3 separate regions of the Zea mays genome follow, and regions 2 and 3 are each linked to region 1. Evidence: chromatin contacts called from public Hi-C data. All regions are on one chromosome and are shown on one strand. Each heading gives the region's core, a stretch centred on a gene start, on an enhancer-like site or on the middle of the called end of the contact. The rest is flanking DNA. Distances are from core to core; before and after follow the strand shown.

Region 1 (2,700 bases), core at 84-2,583:
TGCCGCCCAGAGCCTGGCTCTCTTTCAGGTACAGGTTGGTAGCCGATGTTGGACTTGCTGCTGCAGCTGCTGCATGCCAATGATTGAACTTGGTACTGTGAGCTACTAGAAAGAACAGGGAAACTAACCTAGGATTACTCCCTACAATTATTTAAGCCCAACTTGTCTGCTGCAACATCTGATTTCTGTCGAAACCGCGAGTTGCCTAGCGGCTGCAGCTGGTTTTATTCAAAAACCACAAGTTCTGAATGATTTTCAAATCCGTAGCACAGAAGGCACTGCGCACTGTTCTGAATGATCTTCGAACTAATTGTTGCTCTGAACCAAAAAAAAAAAAACAAAAAAGTGGAAGAGCGGAGCCGAAGACGGAAGCAGCGTGCAGCGATACGTACCACAGATCGACGACTGCGACTCGATCGTCGTGGAGACTGCGGGATGCCTGACGTTGTGGTTATGGGACCAAAGGTGATTATGGATGTTTCCAGTTCCATTGAGGGTGTTCTGCTCGGACAAAAAACAACAAAACAAAAGAAAAAGCAAACTTGATCGTTGGGGTTATCTTCGTCCGTATCAAGGTCTACGGCAGTGTAAAATACAGTAGCGCTCGATCTTTTCTATGGTCAGGTCATGCTTAATTTGATCCTCAACGCGTGATTCAGAACCAAGTAGTACTTGTATCGGTTCTTAGAGCCTTGGGTTGAGAATTATGGATGCTTTTGAAGGAAATTATGGGTTTAGGAGAAGACTCCCACTGGTTTGCTTCGACATGCTTAGGGTTCAAGAGATACAGTTGTGATCATAAAATTTGTTATTGACAACGTGAAAGCATGGTCGGGTGAATCAGTGGGGGGAAAAATTTTCATCCTAGATTAACAAGATCTCGTCCACTGATCCACATGTCACGAAGAGTGGGATTTCTAACACTGATGCAAGAAGAGATCTGAAGCGCCAATTTATAATGACTAGAAATCAGAGAATTTGCATGCTCCGATTATGCACGCAACGCAACGCAGCGTCTAGTAAGATGCTCTGCTCTGCTCTCTCTCTCTCTACTCACCGAGTCAGCGAAGCTGAAGGCGGACAGATCGCTGGAGGGGAACACGCCACCGGCGCCGAACGGCGCCAGCGCAGCGATGTCGTGCGTAGGCTTCTGCTCGGCCACCGCCGCCGCCGCCGCCGCCGTGGCGTCCTCCCGGCCGCGGAGGAAAGCCTCCAGCTCCAGCTCCGATGGGCACTTCTTCATCCGTCTCTCAGCGGCAGGCAGCGAGCACAACCTCTCTCTCTTTCTCTCTTTCTCTCTCTCTGCGCCTCTACTCCCGTCCCGTGGCTGCTGCTGCGGCCGCGTCGGCGTCCACGATCCACACAAGGCTTTTAGAGACGGGCGGGCGACGCAGCGAAGCAGAGCACCGAGAGGGCGACGAAAAGAAAAGAAAGGCCTTTTTTTGGTGATCGGAATTCGGAGGCGAAAGGAGACTAGGAGAGGGGAAGGAGGGAGGAAAAGGTGGCCGGCTGCAACGGAGTCCGGCGTGGAAAGCAGATCGCTGTGTCTTCCGGGCCGCTTTCGCGAGATATCTACGAGTTTGCCACTCCGCGGCGCCGTCGGCCGTCATTTCACCCCCACCGTACGGCAGCACTGCGGTGCGGTCCGTGCTGGTTTGCGTAGGAGAGAGAAGGCGCGAACGCGGGCCGCTGCCGTCGCCGTGTGAGGGGCGGGAGGTACAAAGCGAGCGAGACTGCGAGAGATGGGTGCCTCCAAGTCGAATCTCGATAAGAGAAAGTGCTTGGGAGCGCATTGAGCAGCTCCATAGAGTATTATTTGCGCCAAAGCTTTTTATGGGGTGTTTGGATCCCCAAGTTTAAAGTTTTTTTTTTGGAATAGCTTCAGCTTCAAAAAATAGTTCTGCAGTTTCAGGTCTAGCTTGCTCTATCTTGGATCTAGGAACCACTAGTGGTGAGAAAATTGTTTGAAATGCTCTTTGGAATAGCTTTATGGTGGATCTACTCAACCAGCTTAATAAACAAATAGACTAAGCCTAAATATTGAGTGGGCCCAAATGTGAGTGGAGATCTAAATGAAGTTGTTGGCGTCGATCCGGGCGCCAATCACTGCGGTGAGAATCGGCGGCGATGCTCTCTGCGGATGCGCGGACGGTCCGCGACCTGACGCAGGGCTCGGGTTCCTGCCTGACGAGCCGGATGATCCGCACGTGCGCATGGGCGGCGAAGTTCGTCGGCAGCGTCTGGATCTCGCTCCCGGGAGGGACCCCGTCGGGGAGGAGAGGTCCTAGGCCTTGTCTTGGGATCGGAAAGTAGATTGGACACCGATCTTATTGTTTCTATAGCCTTCTTGTCTTCGACGGGGTTCGTGGGAGAACAAGTAGCATTTAATGCGCATGCTTCCCTGTTGGGACAGTTTGGCCGATGTCAAGCTCGGGCAAGGTGAAGATTTCTTTCGAGGCCGAGATCAAGATTAGATGTTGCATGTAGTTATGCTTCGGGTGGCTGAAACAGTGGTCGGAGTGAGGGAATAGTACCCTGTATTCGCGCTCTGACCATCGTTGTGGGTGGTAAAAGTATATTATACCATGGTCGTGTCGTCCTTTGTTGACTTTGGCACCTTTAGCGGGGCAGGTGGTCGTACGGACTACATTAGATACACACGTTCTGGGATTAGAGCGGTTGGCCAAGGTGGGCATGCCC
Region 2 (2,700 bases), core at 175-2,674, 300 kb before region 1:
AATTGTTAGCTAGCTAACAAATTATTAGCTGGGTTGAACCAGCTAATGAACTAATTATTAGCTATGGGTTAGCTAACAATTAGCTGGGTATTAGCTGAGGGTGTTTGGAACATCTACAACTAATTTTAGCAGCTAGCTCTAAAGGTTCCAAACAGGGCCTTAGAAACAGATATATTTTCTCACTTCCACAGACAGAGCCCTACAGGTCAATGGTACATTTGTTGGAAGTCAAACAAAAAAACTGGAATCAAATTGCTGGAAATAGTAAGTTTTCATAAGGCTTCTTCAACAAAGCAGTAAACCTATTTGCTAACTAACCATTTCACATATCTCCAGATGTTGACTCAGACTTTTACACTCAACAAGACGAGTAGCACAAATTCGAAGTGAATTAAGGAGACAGATCTGTTAAGCAGGAATCCATTGTTGCGCTGTGATATGACAGTCACACATCTGAGTTTCCTGAGCAGGTACACACAATATAGATAAACAAAACTACAGCAGTACGATCAATAAAAAAATGTGATCACAAGCCAATAGTTAGATGCAATACATGAATATTTTTTAAAGACTGCAATCCATGAACACCCGATTTAAATTTGCCTGCATTCATCGTCAACTGAATCCCTGCACCCCTTGCGAGCAGAATGGGTGCGAAGGATAGCTCAAAATTTCTAGGGAAAGGCGCACTACATTGCACAAACACAAGCAAATAATCATCGGTAAAACTAGCGGCCGTAGGCAAATATTAATCACAACAAACACACCGATCTATAGCCAGCAATGCTCTGCACTAAGGCCTATCGCGTGCCGAATGTGCAAGGCTTGAACTCGTCCATCCAGATGCAATTAGTCGAGAGCAAGCTGGTCGGATCGGATCGGAGCGATCCGCGGTGCGCCAGCCACGGCCAGATCGGATACTATTGGGAAAGGAGAGACAGGGAGCCGCGGACTCACCTCCCGCGCTGCCGGCGAGGGACGGGGCAGCGGATCTAGTGCTTCCCACCGGTCCTCTCCATCTCCTCGAGGTGGGCGAGGTGGGCGCGCTCCCAGGGCAGATTGACGAAGTAGGAGAAGATCATCCCTCCGATGCAGACGTGGTAGAGAGGGTCCGGCGAGCTCGTGTCGATGTACTTCTCGATGTAGCGGTCGACGGCCTGGTCGGCGCTCTTCTTGACGTTGTCCCAGGTCAAGCGCGGCTTCAGGTAAGCCGGCACGTCGCGGACCTTCATGCTCCGGATCTCGTTGTACAGGGCACGCAGCGCCATGGCTGGCTGGTCTCTCGGCTCCGGGCTCTCTCGCTCGCTAGGGTTTGCTCGTCGGCGTGGGTGGGTGGGGATGGGGAGTAAGGGAAAGGGGAATTTGTTGGAGGAATCGAGAGATGGGGGTTCTTGGGCCGGGCCGGGCCGGGCCGGGCCTGTGTTGACTCGTGTAGTTGCTGGGGCATGGCATTTTAAGCCATGAGGCCCACGTAAGGCCCACAAGGCAGAGACGGCGGAGCGCGTCTGTCTTCGTCCTCCTCCCTCCCACATCCCACGCATACCGGTTCGGGCAGATACAAATGGCGGCAAGGCATCCCTCGTTCCCTCTCTTTCTCCCTCTGCTGGACCACCGCCACCAACCGCAGGCTAAAATTAGCGAGAGAGGTGTGCGGTGGGAAGGCGTGCAGGTATGGGGGGAAGCAGCAGGGGGTGGCGGCGAGGTGGCATTAGAGATTGGAAGGAGGGAGGGAGGAGGCGAGGTGAGAGAGGACGAAGAGGGCGCATCGTGGGTTGGGTGATCACGGCCTGATGGGGTCGTGGCGCAAGGCCTACGGCGCCCTCAAGGACTCCACCAAGGTCGGCCTCGCCAAGGTCAACAGCGAATTCAAGGTGAGCCATGGCGATCGCGATCCGGTTACCGTGGATTCCGAGTTCTCACCAACTGTCTGTCTGATGCCCTCTCTGTTTGTCTGGGAAAAAAAAGGAATTGGATATTGCAATTGTGAAGGCAACCAACCATGTTGAATGCCCTCCCAAGGAACGGCACGTCAGAAGTGAGTACTAGTCATCCTGTCCCCCCTCCGTCTTCTACATTGGATGGATCTTCCTTCCTGTCCCACCCCCCACCCCACCCCCAATTTGTGTGGCATTCTGATTCTCGTCTTGCGGCGCAGAAATACTCTTGGCGACCTCAGCAAACCGCCCTCGCGCAGACCTCTCGTACTGCATATACGCATTGTCAAGGAGATTGTCCAAGACAAAGAACTGGATAGTGCGTGTTCTTCCTCGTTGCCACTTTTTACTGATGATTCCTTCGACCGCGCCATGTGTCGAACCCATGGTTTTAACTAACGCATATCCAACGTTCGCGTCACAGGTTGCGCTCAAGACATTGATAGTGGTGCATAGGCTTCTGAGGGAGGGCGATCCCATGTTCAAGGAAGAGTTCCTGGCCTACTCATCCAGAGGGAACATCTTGCACATAGCCAATTTCAAGGACGACTCGAGCCAGTCAGGCGAGTTTCTTGTACTACCATCCTGCTGGCTGGGAGTCTCTGTAATTTCCGTTGCCCTGCCGAATGATGAACCAATCCATCCATCCTTGACTTGTCAGCTTGGGATTGCTCCGCATGGATTCGCGCCTATGGATGCTTCCTGGAGGAACGGCTCGAGTGCCTCAGGGTTCTCAGATACGACATCGAAACCGAGCGTCTCGTCA
Region 3 (2,700 bases), core at 193-2,692, 330 kb after region 1:
TGAAACACGATAATCCTGCTAGCTGTATAGTACAAGATACATATATTACTAATCACGATACTCTCAAGTCCAATGCCTAGTTTCTATTTAATTACACGAAGAAACACAACAGACAACTTATTGCTAAGTATAAAAGATAGAAAGCTTGCCATTTGCGTAACAAGACATCTGTTTGCATGACGTACATGCAGATGAATCTAGAACCTGGCTAAGAGCCCATCACCACCATTTTTTCTAGTGTCCACTTCCACTGATAGCAAATTTCGAACAGTAGTCAAGATATGAAAACATTACCAAACAATGTCGAAGGCAGCTTTGCAGAGGCGAAGGTGAATGCATCTGGCTGAGGCTTCCGGCGGCGGGCATTGTGATCAGACAGACGCCTCCTGCAGCTCCTCTTCTTCTGATCAAACTCTGACAGCGCATGGAATCTGGATTGCCAGAACCCAAGCAATCAGCAAAAACAAAATAGACACTATTTATGGTTAAATGCCATGTAAAAGTGCAATACAGGAGATATATGCCTGCAATATTCACATAGTTTTAATGGAATAAAATAGACACGGGTCAGTAGCCCACAAAAAAACGCTCATCCCAAAAGCATACCCATATATCGAGAGCCATACCAAAACTGGAAAAGGGAAACAGGCATAGTAGCCATTTCTCATTTCACCCATGCGTACGATTCTCCACAACAAGTACAACAGTACCAATAGTGGAAAGGAAGCATCTTTCATTGCTAGATCAGGAAAAAAATGTAGTTCCGTACCCAAAAAAACGGCACAACCGCGCACGCAGCTCACGCGCCGTACACACACACAGCATGTAGCCACAAAACTAATAGAGAACACGTAAAAAACAACTGCTTGTCCAAACCAATCAACAAATCACGCGATAATTGCAGCGCAAAAGCGCGAACCATCGTTGCAGAAAGCAATCAAAGGAAGGAAGACGGAAGCAATCGCACAGAGCAAGCGAGAGAAGAGGCGTGGAGGAGGCAAGCGAGAGCAAGCGAGAAGACGACCCACCGGCTGCACTGCTGGCAGAACCGGCGCTCCTGGCCGGCGACGATGACGCGGGGGGACTTGGTGTGGGCCTCGCAGACGCGGTGCTTACGGTGGTAGTCCTTGACCCTGCTGAGGTCCAATCCGCACCCCTCGACCTGGCACCTCAGCTCACCTCCCCCGCGGTCCTCGCCGGCCCTGGCACGCTTCGCCTCCCGCTCCTTCCCGCCGCGCCGCGCCGGGGCGTCGCTGGAGGAGCCCGAGCCCGTGGCGGCGTGGTCTCCCCAGTCCCAGAGGAGGGGAGGCGATGAGGCGGGCTTCGGGGCCGTCCACTCCATGCGCCGCGGCGACGATTTGGGCTGGTCAATTCGGGATTTGGGGATCGAAGAGAGGATGGGAGAGGTGGTGAACAGTGTGGACTGTGGAGAAGACGAGATGGGGAAAGGGAATTTGGAATAGAAAAAAAAGGCAGGTCTTTTTTATATTTTGACCTCCTTTTTCTTTTTTTTTCTGTTCTTTTTTTTTGCATGTGCCTTTTGTTTCTTTTTTTTGAGGTATTTTTATACGGACAATTCTCAGTTTGCGTTTGCATCCCTTAAAAAAAAGATGTGTACCGCTTACGTATATGACCGTAGTGTTCAACTTCAGCATTAGCATCTTCATAGTTAAAAAAGGACTATTAAATTTAGGCCCTTAGTTTTGGCATCTTTCTCATTTCTACCCTTTGTTGTAATTTTTTTCTCAGTTTTACTCTTCTGCTCTATAGCGCTGGAAGGGCAAAACTGAGAAAAACCCACGACTAAGAATAAAAATGATAACACTAGCAAAACTAAGAGCATCACCTTAAAATCCGAAAAAACCAATAATTGTTTCTCAAAGGACTAAAAATATTAGGACCATATCCGTGAGTTTATCTAATACTTTCTATAAGGTCATTCTCAAGTGTCATGGGCATTAAATAGGCTATGGTATGACAGTGTATTTATTATGAAAGATATGAAATCAATTTCGTGGGGATGAAATCATGTGTACATTGTTTTTTCAAGATGTTTGTGTTTTGCATGTGACCTAGGAAACAATAAAGATGAAACTATGCACTGTGTGAGACTATTTCATCATAGTTTCAAACTTCCTTAGATGATGTGTCACTCTAGTTAATTGTGCCATGAAACTCCCATTGAGAAGGAAAAATTAACTATTTTAAGGTGGGTGACAAATTTTTTGCCATGTCAGTGACACATGTGTCAGTGGCATATGATTAAGAACATTTCGTAAAGATGGCAAATACTTAAATACCCCTATTGAGAATGACGTAATCTCACTCTAGAACATAGAGTAAAAATTTTGCATAGTTTTATACTTTTTTGTCTCTTCTATATTTGTATTAGGAATGGTATGGTATGTCTTATTCAAATATAGTGTTGGTACAAAAAGATGTGTGTATATGCAATCGTGTTTGGTTCAGCAATCTGAACCAAATTTATTGTAAGAAAATATAGAATCTCAATTAAACGGATATAACATTAAACAGATATAACAGTAGAATATATTTTTGAAATCTACATATTTCTCTAGTTTAATTTAGAATTACCTTCTATCCTAGATTTTTTATATTCTTGTCGTCAATGTTACAAATTATCATGCTATTATAGAATCTATAGTTTATAGTTGTTTAAACCAAATAAATTTTAGTTTT

Evidence for each region. A called contact is a pair of places that touch in the nucleus more often than the background predicts.
Region 2: a contact with region 1 is called in a Hi-C map of tassel, with 2.6 times the contacts expected there. The contact joins the promoter of LOC100283793 here to the promoter of LOC100192650 in region 1. A contact is called at or near these places in 4 of 25 Hi-C or Micro-C datasets (ear, leaf and tassel).
Region 3: a Hi-C map of leaf shows a contact between it and region 1, with 6 times the contacts expected there. The contact joins the promoter of sbp12 here to the promoter of LOC100192650 in region 1. A contact is called at or near these places in 4 of 25 Hi-C or Micro-C datasets (bundle sheath, ear and leaf).

Annotation. Positions count from the first base shown.
Region 1 is chr5:89,134,122-89,136,821 of Zm-B73-REFERENCE-NAM-5.0, reverse strand. It overlaps LOC100192650, which reads right to left and starts at 1,333. Exons shown (of 6, transcript NM_001137862.1): 1 at 1,058-1,333; 2 at 393-501; 3 at 1-69. The coding sequence starts at 1,243.
Region 2 is chr5:89,435,238-89,437,937 of Zm-B73-REFERENCE-NAM-5.0, reverse strand. LOC100283793 (fiber protein Fb15) reads right to left here and starts at 1,424. Exons shown (of 2, transcript NM_001156692.1): 1 at 958-1,424. The coding sequence starts at 1,268. The coding sequence ends at 993. LOC100383870 (Putative clathrin assembly protein) reads left to right here and starts at 1,696. Exons shown (of 15, transcript NM_001176499.1): 1 at 1,696-1,871; 2 at 1,966-2,035; 3 at 2,156-2,253; 4 at 2,359-2,497; 5 at 2,596-2,700. The coding sequence starts at 1,791.
Region 3 is chr5:88,807,300-88,809,999 of Zm-B73-REFERENCE-NAM-5.0, reverse strand. It overlaps sbp12 (SBP-transcription factor 12), which reads right to left and starts at 1,442. Exons shown (of 4, transcript NM_001136780.1): 1 at 1,029-1,442; 2 at 295-431. The coding sequence starts at 1,342.